Linked DNA regions of Gasterosteus aculeatus: region 2 is linked to region 1. A link is a contact called in public Hi-C data. All regions are on one chromosome and are shown on one strand. Each heading gives the region's core, a stretch centred on a gene start, on an enhancer-like site or on the middle of the called end of the contact. The rest is flanking DNA. Distances are from core to core; before and after follow the strand shown.

The links. A called contact is a pair of places that touch in the nucleus more often than the background predicts.
Region 2: a contact with region 1 is called in a Hi-C map of whole body, with 1.9 times the contacts expected there. The contact joins the enhancer-like site here to the promoter of LOC120819407 in region 1. A contact is called at or near these places in 2 of 6 Hi-C or Micro-C datasets (skeletal muscle and whole body).

The regions. Positions count from the first base shown.
Region 1 is chr1:25,837,156-25,844,428 of fGasAcu3.hap1.1, reverse strand. It overlaps LOC120819407 (homeobox protein engrailed-1-B), which reads right to left and starts at 4,095. Exons shown (of 2, transcript XM_078099093.1): 1 at 3,122-4,095; 2 at 557-1,368. The coding sequence starts at 3,680. The coding sequence ends at 1,046.
Region 2 is chr1:25,888,133-25,895,300 of fGasAcu3.hap1.1, reverse strand. No RefSeq gene overlaps it. Among protein-coding and RNA genes, the nearest start is that of LOC144405501, 26 kb to the left of the region's middle. Within about 2 kb of position 3,825, at least 6 of the 9 cell types and tissues checked have open chromatin away from gene starts, as enhancers often do.

The DNA.
Region 1 (7,273 bases), core at 2,846-5,345:
GTGTTTCCCCACAGGGAGAGATACACGACAGGGACACTTTACCAAAGCGCTTGTAAATGCTGTGAATAGATTCACGCGTGGAATGTGACCCATTACGGAGGAACCAGCGGTGTGAGATTAAAGCGAAACAAGAACCGAGTGCTCGTGCGTGTGTGAGCACCAAGCATCTCAAACATGAAACAAATACAAAAGGGAAATGATCCAGAATGTTATCGAGGAGACATTTAAAAGGCTCATATTAATTACGGGCTGCTCGTGTAAATTTCATGTGTGAAATATTATGTTGGAATGTTTTTTGGGGAGTTAAAAGTTATAAGCTGGCTGAATTGGTGGCAGCTAAATAATAATAACTTTACCATAAGAAATACACATTTTGATCGAACAACTGTCCTTCATAATTCCCTAATTAAAACAAAAAATTAGAATCAATATGTTCCACTTTAAACGCCCTGAGTAATATTATTATTAATAATAATAGGCTCAATAAAAAGGTCGTAACGTTTGTTACGCTTTTCTCCGTGCAAACGAATGAAAGAAGGAACCGTTAACGTCCATATCTACCGTGCTCTCTCTTTATTACAGACTACACGTGAACATATTCAAATCTTTGGCTTGTTTTGAGTCTGCGCACTGATGTGTTGGAGGACGCCGTGGCGCTACTGTGAGCGACACGGGGACCACCAAAAAAAAACAAGAAAAAAACTATTTCCCGAAAAAAACGAGAACAGACAGGAAGGATCCGGATGAGAGGTGAAATTAAATATACAGTTTACAACATGATAACTGTTTTTGGCTATATAAACTTTAATAACGATCGTTCATTTATATAATTATGTCCATATACTTTCACCATTAACAGAAATGTGTGTGTGGGTGCGTGTGTGTGTTTGTGTTTTTTTTTTTAAATAGCGTCTCCTCCACTTCCAGTTCATTTGTTCTTGTTGTCTTTTTTTCTGCTGTCATTGTCTCCAAAAAAAAAAAAAACCCAAAGAGCGAGGCGGCGGACCCCCGGCGGGCCCCTCGGCCGGCTCACGTCCGGGCCTCTCTACTCGCTCTCCTCCTTCTCCTCCTGCACGGTGGTCGTTGAGTGGTTGTACAGTCCTTGGGCCATGAGCTGCAGCGCCAGGCCGTTCTTGTAGCCGGTGGCCTTTTTGATCTTCGCCCGCTTATTCTGGAACCAGATTTTGATCTGGGACTCGTTGAGGTTCAGTTCCTGGGCCAGAGCCTGTCTGCGCTGCTCCGTTATGTACCGGTTGGCCTGGAACTCGGTTTTCAGTCTCTGCAGCTGCTCGGCCGTGAACGCCGTGCGGGGCCGCTTGTCCTCCTTGGGGCTGCTCTTCTTCTTTTTCAGTTTGCGTGTCCTCGGGCCTGGCGTGGAAACAACAAGGGGAATAAAATATTTATTCTACTGCTGGACCGCGAGACCACCACGTCCCGCGCGGCCTGATTAAATGTAGGTCACCCCCCAAAAAAGAACACAACAACAAAACAAATCTCCTGGTATGAATCTTCTGATTGACTCATGACAAAACCTAAATTACGGAGCCATACACGAAGCCCCGCCATCTACTCTTCCTTAGTCATTTATACTGACAGATATTGAAATGTGTGTCACTCATCCCTCCGCCGCGCAATATAGTGCCACGTCGGTCGCGGTCTCGTTGAGGTCGTGTCGGATTACTACTCCACGCTATTATTAATTCATATTCAACTAATAGTATCTGCTATTTAATATGAGGGAGGGGGGTGTTGGGGGGATTATTAGAAGAAGGCTTCGGTAAAGGCAGCGTGCCACTGGACATACACTCTTTTTTAATATTAGGCTAGTCTTTTCTTTACGGTTTGATGAAATCCGTCTGTATGCGCGGATTTGAACGCGGCAGGAGGCTCGCTGCTTTAGTACAATCAAGCAAACACGGTTACGCGGCTGTAGGGTTAGAGCACGCATTAACGCAAATAAAACCACATCTACGTTAACGGCAGGTCCTTTGACCTTCGTCTTCAAACAACACACATGCATATTATTCTTCACAATTCAGTTAAGACGCCGAGGTAACTATGTGAAATTGTACTAAAGAAACGTGTTTTTTTTAATTATAGTTTGTGTTACAATCAATATGGAATATAATCCGCCATTTCGCTGTAAATTACCAGCTCGTGTTGCAGTTGTGTGTCCAGACGCACTGTGCATCCTCCGCAACAACATCCGGGGCAGTTACACACTCAGGTTAAAGGGCAGCAGGGGTCGTTATGAATTTAAATGTCTCCTCTATTTGCCCATAAATACGTATTGTTATTTTGTTATCTATAAATTGTTTATTTGACCAGAAGTTGCACTGCTTTTAAAAACAAGCCTTGTCCATGGGGTAATTTATTTGGGAAACATGTGTTATTATAAACGTGGGATTCTGAAGCTGTGCGGTTGTTATTTTCTTTTTTAAGTCGTATCAATATGTAATATCACCCTAAATGACTGTAACCCACTGCGGTCCTTGATGTTTCTACAGCCCAATCATTTATTACACAGATATTAGAGCATAATGCTTTTCGATCAGCTCACATTTAAATGCAAAGACAAAGACAGGTTTGCTACTGTTACCTCTGATATTATCCAGATTAATCCGATATTTTTCTGTCAACATATGCTTACGAAGAGAAAAAGACCCAACGGATACAGATTCTCTCCACACGCACTACCCCAGCCTTTAATGCACAATGGGAATATATTGCACAGTGAATTGCATAGGAAATTATTCCGACTTTTGCAAAATAATGGATATTGTTCTACAAATATGAGGCACTTCATTCATTCCTTTAAGCGCTTTTTACGTCTAAGTGTGCGCGCGCGCGTGTGTGTGTGTGAGCGAGAGGAGTAATGTAAATGAATTGTCTCTGTAGTTTCTAACCTTACTATATTCATTTAGCTAATGCCCGTCCCTCATTAAATTACAATTAATTAAAAGAATGCTGTCCTGCGTTAAAGTCACAAATATTTCCCAGACAAATAATATTAGTAAACCTTGAAGGAAGCAAGACGAGGAAGTCAACCAAAACAAAGCCCCCCCCCCCCCCCCCCCCCCCCCTCCTTACTGGTATGATTTGGGGACTATTAGCGCCTTACCAGATGAGGGCCGGTCCGAGTAGCGCGTACAGTAAACCCAAGCGGGCCACAGCATCGGCTGGCTTTCTTTCGTGATGGGTGGAGATCCTCCATTGCTGCCGCTCACCACCATGATGGACGAGGGGCTGTCGGCGTACCTGCCGGCGCCCGCGCCCGCCGCTTCGCCCTGTTTCGACGACTTCTGCTTGGACGAGGGCGAGGAGGACGTGGACGACGACGACGAGGAGGAGGAGGAGGAGGAAGAGGAGGGCGACGAAGAGGGGCTGTCACTGCTGCAGTTGGAGTCCAGGCAGAGGCTGCCGGTGTGCGGCGGCCTCGCTCCGAGCGGGTTGACGTTTTCCCGGCCCGGCGTCTGGCTCCGGTCGCGGTAGCTCGGCTCCTTCCTGCAGCCGAAGTCCGGCCGCAGGATGTTGTCTATGAAAAAGTTCGTGGTTCGGTGGGCCTGCTGGGCCGCCTGGTGGGGTAAAATCACGGGAGGGGATGGCAGGTTCGGAGACAGGGACATGCTCTCCTCCTCGGTCGAGTCCCGGCTGCCGCTGGGCTCCTTCCGCTCCTCCATAGCCGATCGACGGGGGGGGGGGGGACGAACGAATGTCCGGCCTCTCCGCGCCAAACTCCACTTGTTGCTCGCTCTCCCGCCCCCCTTTTCGGTATCCAATTCAGACGCTCGGCATGTACACAACGAGCCTCTTCGTGGGGACAAAACCAATGAGCACCTGTGAGTGATTCTTCTATTTTTTTGTGTTGTAATACGACCTACAGCGGCGGCATGTTGTCTCCTAAAGCCCGTCCGAGCCGTGGCACAGCGAGCCGCTGCGCGTTCAGACCAGAGTCCCTGCCTCTCTGCGCTGCAGCATAATATCTGTGTATTCGCCCTTCTTTGACTCCCCTAAAACCGTTTACCCCCTCTCTCTCGCCTCCCCCTGTCTCTCTCTCCCCTCTCTCTCTCTCTCTCTCGCTCTCTCTCTCTCTCTCGCACCCTAGCACGTGTGCGCGTACACACGTGTAGCGGACCAATCCGGTGCCGAGCTCGCCGTTGTTTGCGATGAACGGCGTCCAATAGAGACTCGGGGTGCGCCTGCCAGCGCGCACGAACATGCACGTTATATTTTTAATATGACTAAATGAGAATTTGTTTTTTTTAAGGCTAATTTTCCGCGTGCGGGCTCCTCGCTGATCAGGGGCTTCGCGAATCTCGTGTTGTTGACACTATTTATATGTTAAATTATATTATAAATTATTTTGCCCAAAATGTTGCTACTTTAGAGCCTTGGAATAACATCTCAGTTTTTACTCAAGCTGAACGTCTCTAAAAGGCTCAGTTTGGTGTTCTGCTCTGTTCCTAGCAATTATTCTATTTATTTATTTTTGCATTGTTTTTATTGTTTTTTTCCTTGCTTTCTTTTGCCACGCGCATGACGTGTTTTTGGTCCCATTCCTGGTTCCAACACCCTGCTTGTAGACATGCCGGACGTTAAGCAGCATGTATACGCTTCTTATTTTTATTTTTTAAAAATACAAATTTTTTTTGATAATGAAAAATGAGCGTTTAAGTATTCAAACCCATCGAGGCGCAGCACGCACGGATGTGTCCAGAGAGGAGCTTTGTGGAGACCAAAAATAGAACATCTCTGGAAAAAAGAACACAACCGCCACCGCACGGGCTCTAATTGGCAACGTGAAATAATAATATCAATAATCATAAAAGCAACAGCATGAAAGTGGGGACGTGTTGATGGTGAAATCTTCATCCCACAGGCCGGAGTGGGGGGTGCCGTGGCTACTTAATTAAATTCCAATTAGGGACAGTATCAATACGCCTGTTTAGCCGCAGCGCCATTGTGGGCAAATGAGCACTCAGTCCGCTCTTATCTGGCGCCCGCAAAGAGAGCCTCCTTGAGAGGGCCTGCAAAAGATAATTTATAGCTTTTAATTAGTCTTCATTCCGCCCGATCGGGCCGACGTTCATCACGAAGAATACAAAAAGAAACACACAAAAAAACAACCAGAGTCAAAAGGCCTGTCACCGGTCCCTGGCAGGGCCCTTAATCAAAGCGGGGCAGGGGCCGCGCTACAAGCCACGTGACTTCCAAGGTGCTGATAAAGCGCGTTGAATAATAGCGGCGGCCCCTCGGAGGCTCCATTTACAGGAATGGCTTTATTGACGGCTTAACGTCGGTGATTCATTTTACCTTTCATGTATCGGGAGCCGGATTTGTCGCCGTAATGGGATGATGAATGCACTGACGGATCGCAGCCCGCGGCTTTTATTGAGTAGCCCACTGCTTCCATCCGCGCGTGCACGCACGCACGCGGTGCACGACGAGGCTCTTAGAAGTTACCTGGATTGTAATGTCATTTATTTGTCATAGATAATACATTTGTTTTTAAGTTAAAATGGTTTTTAAGAGATAAACTGGACGAATTAGAGTTATTTTCTTTGTTTATGGGGAAACGTCTTTATTTTTTGTTTTGCAAAACATCTATTTCTAGCGCAAACATTGTGGGAGGAAAAAATGAGCTCCACCATCCTGGTGTAATAGAACGTTTTCACTTAGGTCTAATCTTTAACCCTAAGCAAATTCTCAATAATCCAAAAGGTTGAATTTACATTTAACAATATGTTCATCGGAACTAAAAACAACACAATGTTAAGCTCTGCTACCATTGGTATATCCACAAAAAAAACACAATCTGTCTTCATGAGTTTGTGAAATTGTCATTGTTTATGCAGGGGAACCATCTCCTCTTGACTTTGTGAGATGCAGTAACAAATGTGTCACGTTTCAGATGACACGATAAGGTGTGGTACCTCGCGGAGAGCTAAGCCTCTTTTCAGTGAAGGGCTGCATCTAAGCGACTGTGCTGCCACCTCGTGGGGGACCACGGGAAGTGACCTCTGCTTCTTTTAGGTATGTCAACTGTCATTTTCAGTAAAACTGGCCTTTGAGGTTTAAAGGTTTAAAGGTCACCGTCCAAAGGAAATGGACCACAAGCGCCTTTTTGTTACAAGTCACAAGCTAAATGCAGATAAAAATAATTTGTTGGGTAAAGCCGTGCTTTTACCCAAGTTTTTAATGACATGACATCTGGTAAGAGAAAGTCAAAAGCAAGTATATCACTTTAGTGACACCTAGTGATCTTGATGTGTAAGTGCACAAGCTTTCTATTTATTTTTTTTACATAAGAACAACAATTTATATCTATATATATATATATATATATTTTTTTTTCATACAATATATAAAACATAATAAAAAATCAATGACTAAACAATTGATGCATTTAAAAAAAATGTCTGAATTAAATATGTTCACAGGAATCCTGTGATATAATGTACATTTGGATTTGATAACATACATCCACACACGTCATATTAATACAAACATTTAAGAGACATACACTTTTTTTAATATAAAAACATAACACCTGACTAAATTGTCCCTCAACTATTGACAGAGGTTTGGCCTTGCACTGCGCTTATTGTCCACCAGGGGTCAGACTAAAGCAGCTGGAAAACCCCTCAGTTGAGGAGACACTGTCATTGATTAAGAAGCGCAATTAGGAAGCATTAATTAGACAAACAAAAGCATTTTAAACAGTCCGAAAAACAAGTCAAGTCGGTGTTAGAACCATGTCACTTGACACTAGTGTGAAATCATTAAACAGGACATTTCAATAATACTTGCAAGCGGAAGACAAATTTCGACAACGTACACAGGTTAGGCTTCCCCAAGGTCATCTTCTGCACTGGAATATATAGCCTGAGATAAACATACTGAAGCCGGGGGGAGGGGGAAGTGGGGGGGGGGGGGGGGGGCTATGGGCAACACCAAGTGCTGGTCATCAATCTCTGATGAAGGCCATCATGCTCCACACCTCAGGACATGCATTTTACCCCCTTTGTGTCATTTTAGCAGAGAGTACAGACTCTCTGTTGTCTTAAAGCACTACCGACTATGACGAGACACTATTGCAGTTTTTCAGGCTCTAAGTCACATCCCACGACCTCGGCCTCTAACTGGGGACTTTTTCATTGTTTGACATTTCCTAACTTTGTGCCATCCGGTGTTAACTTTGAGCCGAGATCTCGCCAGCTAGGATGGATTTTCAATGGCCGGAGTCTCAACCCCATCGCTCTCTGCCATTAGT
Region 2 (7,168 bases), core at 2,576-5,075, 51 kb before region 1:
ATTTTAAGACTTTAAAAGGTATCAATAATGTACACAACCAACGGCATTTGCCTCCACTCTCCGCCGCACCTCGTCTCCGTTGGCGACGCTCTTTTATCCGCCGGTCCCTTTGTCCTCTTGTGCGCCTCCGTTTTGTTCCATTAACCCCGACGTGCCGAGGCATGCCCGTTGCTGGCTGTGCCCGAGCATGGCAGAGCGGGACAGATGGTTGCTAGGGAGGTTGCCAGGGAGGATCATTGGGCCTGTGTGTGTGTGTGTGTGCCGGCGCATCTGCGCTTGTGTGTGTGTGTCTCCAGTATCTCAAAGCCACGCTTCACCGTCGGACAATGGCGTCGCCGGGCCACGCCGGGGCCACGTTTGTGGCACCAAGCCGCGACCCAATAATGCCGGTGCCGCTGAGGGTTGCGACCTGGAAACGGCGGCCGACTGTGATAACAGCTTGGCCGATCGGCGGGGAGGACACCGTGTCAGTGTCGCCACGTCGCAACGCGTGAATGTCACTGTCTCGCTCGCCCCCCCCCCCCCCCCCCCCTCCCTCCCTCACGCCTGCCCTCCGGCTCCTTTTTTCTTCCTCTTCTTCCCAATCAACCCCCTCCCACCTCCTTACCACACACACACACACACACACACACACACACACACACACCCCTCTCTTTCTTTCTGCTGCAAGTCCTCCATCTTGAGAAAAACAACCGAAAAGAAAAGAAGGATTGCAGTTGATTTACCGGCCCCTTTCTATTTCATTTCTAAATCCACCACGCCTTGGCGAAGGGCCCCGCCGCACTTTGACGGGCCTTTTTCCAGAGGCCGTTAGGGTTTGTGGCGCGTCGTCAGTCGATGAAAGATGACTAGAGAGCCGTGTTCAGGGGCCTCAGCGGCCTCTCCTCGATCTCTGAACACACACTTCTACCAAAGATGAACTCGGCGTGTTGTTAACGGGCACAGATCACGCTCAGCAGGTGAGTCTGGTAACAGGGGCCGGCTGCTGGTGTTGGCACGGCGCATGCGTCCCCTCCCCCCAATCCCCTCCTGCAATAACTCTAATGGAGCACTTTCAGAGCTCCTGGGAGGGGATATCAAATGATGTCAACCGTGGCAAAATCCAGCCCTGGCCCCGTGTCGAATAAAAGTACAATTATAATAAAAGAGGGAAGGGTTGCCTGGTGGGGGGTTTGGGCTTATCATGACTGCTCCGGTCTGACATCTGGGACCTCTGATGTACATGGCTGGAGACATCGCTGGCACTCTGACAGTCCGGAATGTATTCGACCATCGGCGTTTAATTTGAGCGACAGTTCCCGCGGACTCGTAGCAGATTCTCATCGGAAAACGTATTAAAAAGCCACAACTGCAAAGAAGGAAATGCAGCATTGGTGCATTTATAGCGTTTGTGTTGCTCGTTAACGCGCTGCCGGCGATTTAGAAAAAAATACCTTCAATCAAACGAATCGCTTGTGTCAACAAAACCGGCAGCGGGTGACGGCGTCTCAACAAAGGGGCCCCCGTTCTGCAAATCACGGAGCCGCTGTCACCCGTCCGCCTGCGCCGCTCCACGCCTGATATCTTGCTTCTCGCGGGTCGCGTCTTAGTTTGGCGGAGGAGCGTCGAAGATGGCGGAGTTTCCTGTTTCAGTCAGATTTTTAACGGCTCGGCGTGGCAACAGAGCCCCGCAAGTCCCCCCAAATAAAACATTTAAAGGATGAATGATTTTCCAGTTAAGGTTAGGCGCATAATTATGGTTGTACTCGGCTGAGAAATGTGACGCATGACACAAACCTCACAACCTGTGTGTGTGTGTGTGTGCGATCTCTCCCTTCACTTGGAGCATTCAGCCAGTGACTGATGACGACCCCCCCCCGTCCCCCCCAAGACTCCCCTCCCAGCACCAAGCGACATCGCGGCACAAAGAGCCACTCCGGGTGAAACAAAGACCCTCTAATTGCGCCTGTGAGCGGGCCGCTTGGTCGGTCAGCTGGTGGCGGGCGGGTCCCTCGGGGCTCCGGCGGTCCCGCAGGTTGGCCGAGGCCCCGGGCCCCCGCTGCACCGAGGGGTAAATCGGGAGGCTTTGTGTCTCCCCGCGTGAGCTGGGCTGATATCGAGCCTCTGAGTCTCGGCCGCCTTTCTTGTGACGGTGCGTTCCAGGGATGCGCTGTAGAAAAAAAACTTGTGGTGAAATGTGTGTCCAAAGACACAATAAGACACGATGTATTTCCACTTTATAGACTTGGAACCGCTGCGTAAACAGTGTGACATTTTCCGTGCACGGACAGAGGACAGGCCTCAAAGGAGCTGAAAATGTTCTTGATGTCTCTCAACACCTGCTGTTGAGTACTCAGGGTCTCAGGGTTTCATGGTACATGTTCCCGGTGCCCCTCTCATATGATCTGCTGTATGCCCTAACAAGCCCTTGGAAGGACCTCTCCAAATAAAGCTGGTGGGAAAACGCACCCAAGAGGTCAATAATGGAAAACAACTAGAATGTGCTGATTATATAAACAACAAACGAAAGAAACGTCTTTGCAGCCAAAGCCACAAGAAATATCTTCTTGCTGCACCGCAGTTGTCCAAAAACTATTAAAAAAACACATCAGCTAAACCACATTGCACGTGGCAGCTTCCTTACTATGAACAAACACACACACACACACACACACACACACACACAAGCACTGTGGTTTATTTTGACTCGGTGCCACACACACCGTCCTGCTGCTGCAAATACTCACCAGTGCCCCAAAATGTGGACTAGCTGAAACCAGTCCACAAACAAATGCTCAATTTACTCATCTTTTTGTAACTATTATGTTAAAACGTATTACTCAGCCTTATAAAAGAATAGAAAGAAAGATCTACATGCTTGTTATTTAAGAACCAGAGGTGTGACATGGAACGGTGGTGGAGAATTAAGTCATTTTCTACAATAAATCCTCATAAACTGACTCTCACAAATAGTTTCTATTGAAAAGATTGTATAACATGGGTTAGCGTTATTTAAGGGTCAGGCATTTGTTGTTCTGTCCAGAGCACATCAGTCTTTTAAACACGACGGAGCAGACATGGAAACAGTCTCTAAGAAAAGAAAAGGACGGACAGTACGAAGAAACAAAGCACATTCAAAATCTGCGGTGGCAAAAGGTGGCGCTGGAAATAGTGCGTCAGGGCCGCTGGTGGTCTGTTGTCGTGGATGCGAACAGGGGCCGGCCAGTTGGTCCTATTGTTAGCCATTGTTAGGGGGTCCATAGAGGACTAACCCCGCCCCACCGGCTGAGGTCAGCGAGGTTCCCCGAACGGTGTAACGGACACGGAGCGTCCCGCCATGTTTCCACGTCTAGTCAGCTCTAAAACAGAGCGTCTCCAAAACGGAGACTTTAAAAAATAAAAAGATGGCGGTTTTTAGCCAGCTTCTTCTGTTGTCCTTCCTGTAACGGAAAACCCTTGCGCTGCCCACGCCTGCTGCCGTGACAGCGTCCCCACAGCAAAACATGTTTTCCTCCAAGAAAAGAACCCGGCCGGGTATTTGCGGCGTCTCCCATGTAGCGGCATGTCGCGAGGAGAGCGCTTGTTTTTGCTGTGAAAAGACAGCCTGCTCTCTGAGATGTCATTACGTGTGTGTCTGTGTCTGTCTGTGTGTGTGTGTGTGTGTGCGTGCGTGAGAGAAAAGGCCGGCTGCTGGGGCGAAGCGGCGACAGACAAAGGAACGAGAGGCAGTCTGCTCCCGCTGCGCCTCGGCGCTGCCGTGCCGCCAACACGCCACTAGACCGTGCTCTTCTGCAGATTATCCATTACTCACTCGCTCATAGGCTGTGCTTGTGTTTCTCACACACACACACACACACACACACACACATTCCCATGCCTTGCACAGACCCGTCCGCACTGTTTCAGTGTTGAGCCTGAGGCCTCCAGGAAACTGCCTGTAAACCTCATTGAATCACCTGCGTGGAGGAAAAAAGATCATTTAAAGATACCAAACAACGCGGCCGCACTAAACGCAGAGCGGAGCATTTTCATTTGTCAGCGTCGGGACGGGTCCTTCAGCCGCGGGGAGAATGGCTCCCGTAGAGGCGGTCTACTAGCTGAGAGGCCAAAGAGGGAGGGGGGGGGGGGCGTCGAGTGTCCGGCGGGTAAGATGGATGGAGACGGGGCTTTCATCTACTCCGCTCTCGTACACGTCCGTCCCCGTCCTTTGTCCTCCCGCTTGTTCCTCGGTGTGGCCACCAAAAACGGACGCCGTGTCGAAAGGTCAGAAAAATCAAATGAGCGTTAAGGGAACGATGCTCTGTGCGTCTCATGAGTCCCGGGCCTCTTTAGCGGCCGACTGGTCTGTGGAGAGATCACGGCCTGAACTCCGGCCGCAGCGTTTCTGACCCGGCAGTTTTTAGTTCGTGCAGTCGCATATTTTTGCAGGTTAAAAGCAGATTGACGGAAGTAATAAATAAAAGTGAGTGGATCCCGTTGGGTCCTGAATGAATGACAATGGAGGAATTCCCAGCGGGGAGGGGCCCATCGACTCCCAGTGAGACTCCTCCGTCCCGTCTTCGGAGTCCCCCGTGTCCCCTCCATCACTCTCCACCGTAATTATTTCTTCGTTTTCAATTAGTGGCCAACGGGCCGGCGTGGACGCAGAGGACGCCCCCCCCCCCCCCCCCCCCCCCCCTGCAAGCTGCAGCCCCAAAAAGAGATAGATAACACCGATCCGAGCCCAGCCGGATGGTCCAGCGGGCTGCTGATAAGCGGAGCGGGACCCGTACGGATCCGTCCGCAGAGAGGCGGGTGGAGGGTGGTGAAGTTCGGGGGGCGGGGGGGGACGCGCTCCGATGGACGGATACAAACGCGGCTACGCGCTTGGCCGTTCGACAATATGAGATGGCGGCGATGACGAGACCACAGGAAGTCGTTGGGACGGGGAAAAAGCCTGGGTCGCATGAAACTTTTACTCGTTCGCCTTTGTTATGCTAAGCTAAGCTAATCGCCCGGTAAGAAATATCAATCTTCAATTTAGTCTCTCTAAATACAAATACTTTTTTAAAACATCAGTTTGGCCATTTGGAGCATTTTGGAGCGCTTCCCAGCTGGCTCCACTTACGCTTCACGTTATCATTTTTTAAAACTTGATCGAATCACTAATGAATAGAATATGAAACAATTCTGCGTGTTTTTCTAGTTCCAGAGTTGTAGAGTGTTGGACGATGAAGAGCCACCACTTCACTGACCGTTGTCGGCTCCTATTAATAGACGGAAAGACTCGGCCGCGTGTTTAGAGCTTGAGTCAGCGATTGGTGTCCAGCTGCAGCTCGTGCAGTACAAACCACATGGTTGCGTTTGAGCCCGAGGCCGCAGTGGGAATCATTCGGTTAAAAAAACACTGTTGTGTAATGCTACGGTTTGGAGCTGTATATTGTTCCATTTATTTATTTTTGTACGAGGCGTTTCCAATTGGGGGAACTATTTTCTCTTCATTTATTTCATTCCTTTTGACGTGGTCGATTTTTCTTTTGAGAAACACCAACTTCCCTCTGAGAATTCCCGAAACGGAGCAAACAATTTCCACATTTGCACATTAAAGCGAGTTCTAAGCTAAATGCTAAGCACATGTAAGCCGCATTTCAGCGACACGATCAAAGATTACAGCGGAAAAAAACGTAAAGGCTCGTGTGTCCTGTTGGGGAGCTCGGCCCTACACTGCAATTTTAATTCAGATGGGGTGTCTAGATGTGTGTGTGGGGGGGGGGGGGGGGGGTGAAGCATGACTCTGCGTTCCTTGGATTATTAAAGTGAAAGAAAAGCCAATTTTCTAATGTAAAAGCGTGAGTTTGAATGTGTTAAAAAGCACTGGTATTAAAGTGATTCTCAGGTGTTTGAGTTCTGAAACTTTGACGCACGATGGAGCGTAACTCGGAGCCGCCGTCCCTCTGTGGATTGAACCCGAAACACACACACACACACACACACACACACACACACAAACACACACACACACTGTGCTCTTGCGGGAAATGTCGGCGGCATTATATTTAATTAGCTTCTCCTTAGCGCGTCCATAAAGAAAACAATTACTCTTAATTAAAACCGCTGCGAAGCCGTCGCGTGGTTTCAAAAGCAATAAACCGGCAGCGCGCTCGCCGATAAATAATATCTAGTCGTTGACATTTACCACGGGGACGACTGTGTACAAGCGCTCCGCATTTATCCTAATTGGCGTTGCTTATAGCAGCATGAATAATTGATACACTTTAATCAAATAACACGGGGTTAAAACGCACTTTAACCGCCGCGTATATTAATTGTCGCAAAGAATATTAGCTGGAATGCGGCTAGCGGGGAGGAGACCGAGAAACAATAACGGCGCAGGCGTGTGACGAATGAGAAGGTTAAACAATATGCATGTGCCAGAGCCGCTGAGGCGAGGCAGTGGCCTAAAGACACACACACACACACACACACACACACACAAGACATACACACAAAACACACATGAATTTGGTTTAATATGTAGCTTCTCCACATGGGAAGTGAAGCAGAACCCCCGCTGCTCTGCCACCAGAAGGCTCAGAGAACACAGCGTGTGTGTGTGTGTGTGTGTGTGTGTGTGTGCGTGCGCCATGAGTTGACTCTATTATTCAGTCTCTTCATATTCTTCAAATTGCTCCGGGTGGGCGCGACGCACAAAGCGCGCTGCGAGAGCGAGTGTTCTGATTATTATTATGATTGTTGTTGTTATTAAACATTAGAGGAGGGGGAGGCAACATGAAATGAAAGTATATGTGTATTTCCCTGAGAGACCCGGGTAGTCTCGCCCGGAATACCGTATTCTGACAAATAACTAGAAAGGTAGTTGTTGCTCTGCGGCTCCATCGTGACTCCACCTGCGGCCGTCTGGCCCCTCACTGCCATCTTCGGGCCAAGGAACTAGAAAAACAATAAAGAACCGCTAAAGAACCGCTAAATCCCACGTGCTTCGTCATCCCGCATACCGCTTGCTGTGAATTCATTACTTTCCCCCGACGATCTCCTTTACATTTTGAGACGGTGAAATCGTGATAACCTCATAATCGAAATTTTTTCAGCTAACGGCTAACAGCTAGCGTTAACTAGCGACTTCAACTTTTTCTTTTCTCGCCACGCAGCATTATCGGGCCGCTAACTCAGCGGTTACCAAAGACGAAGA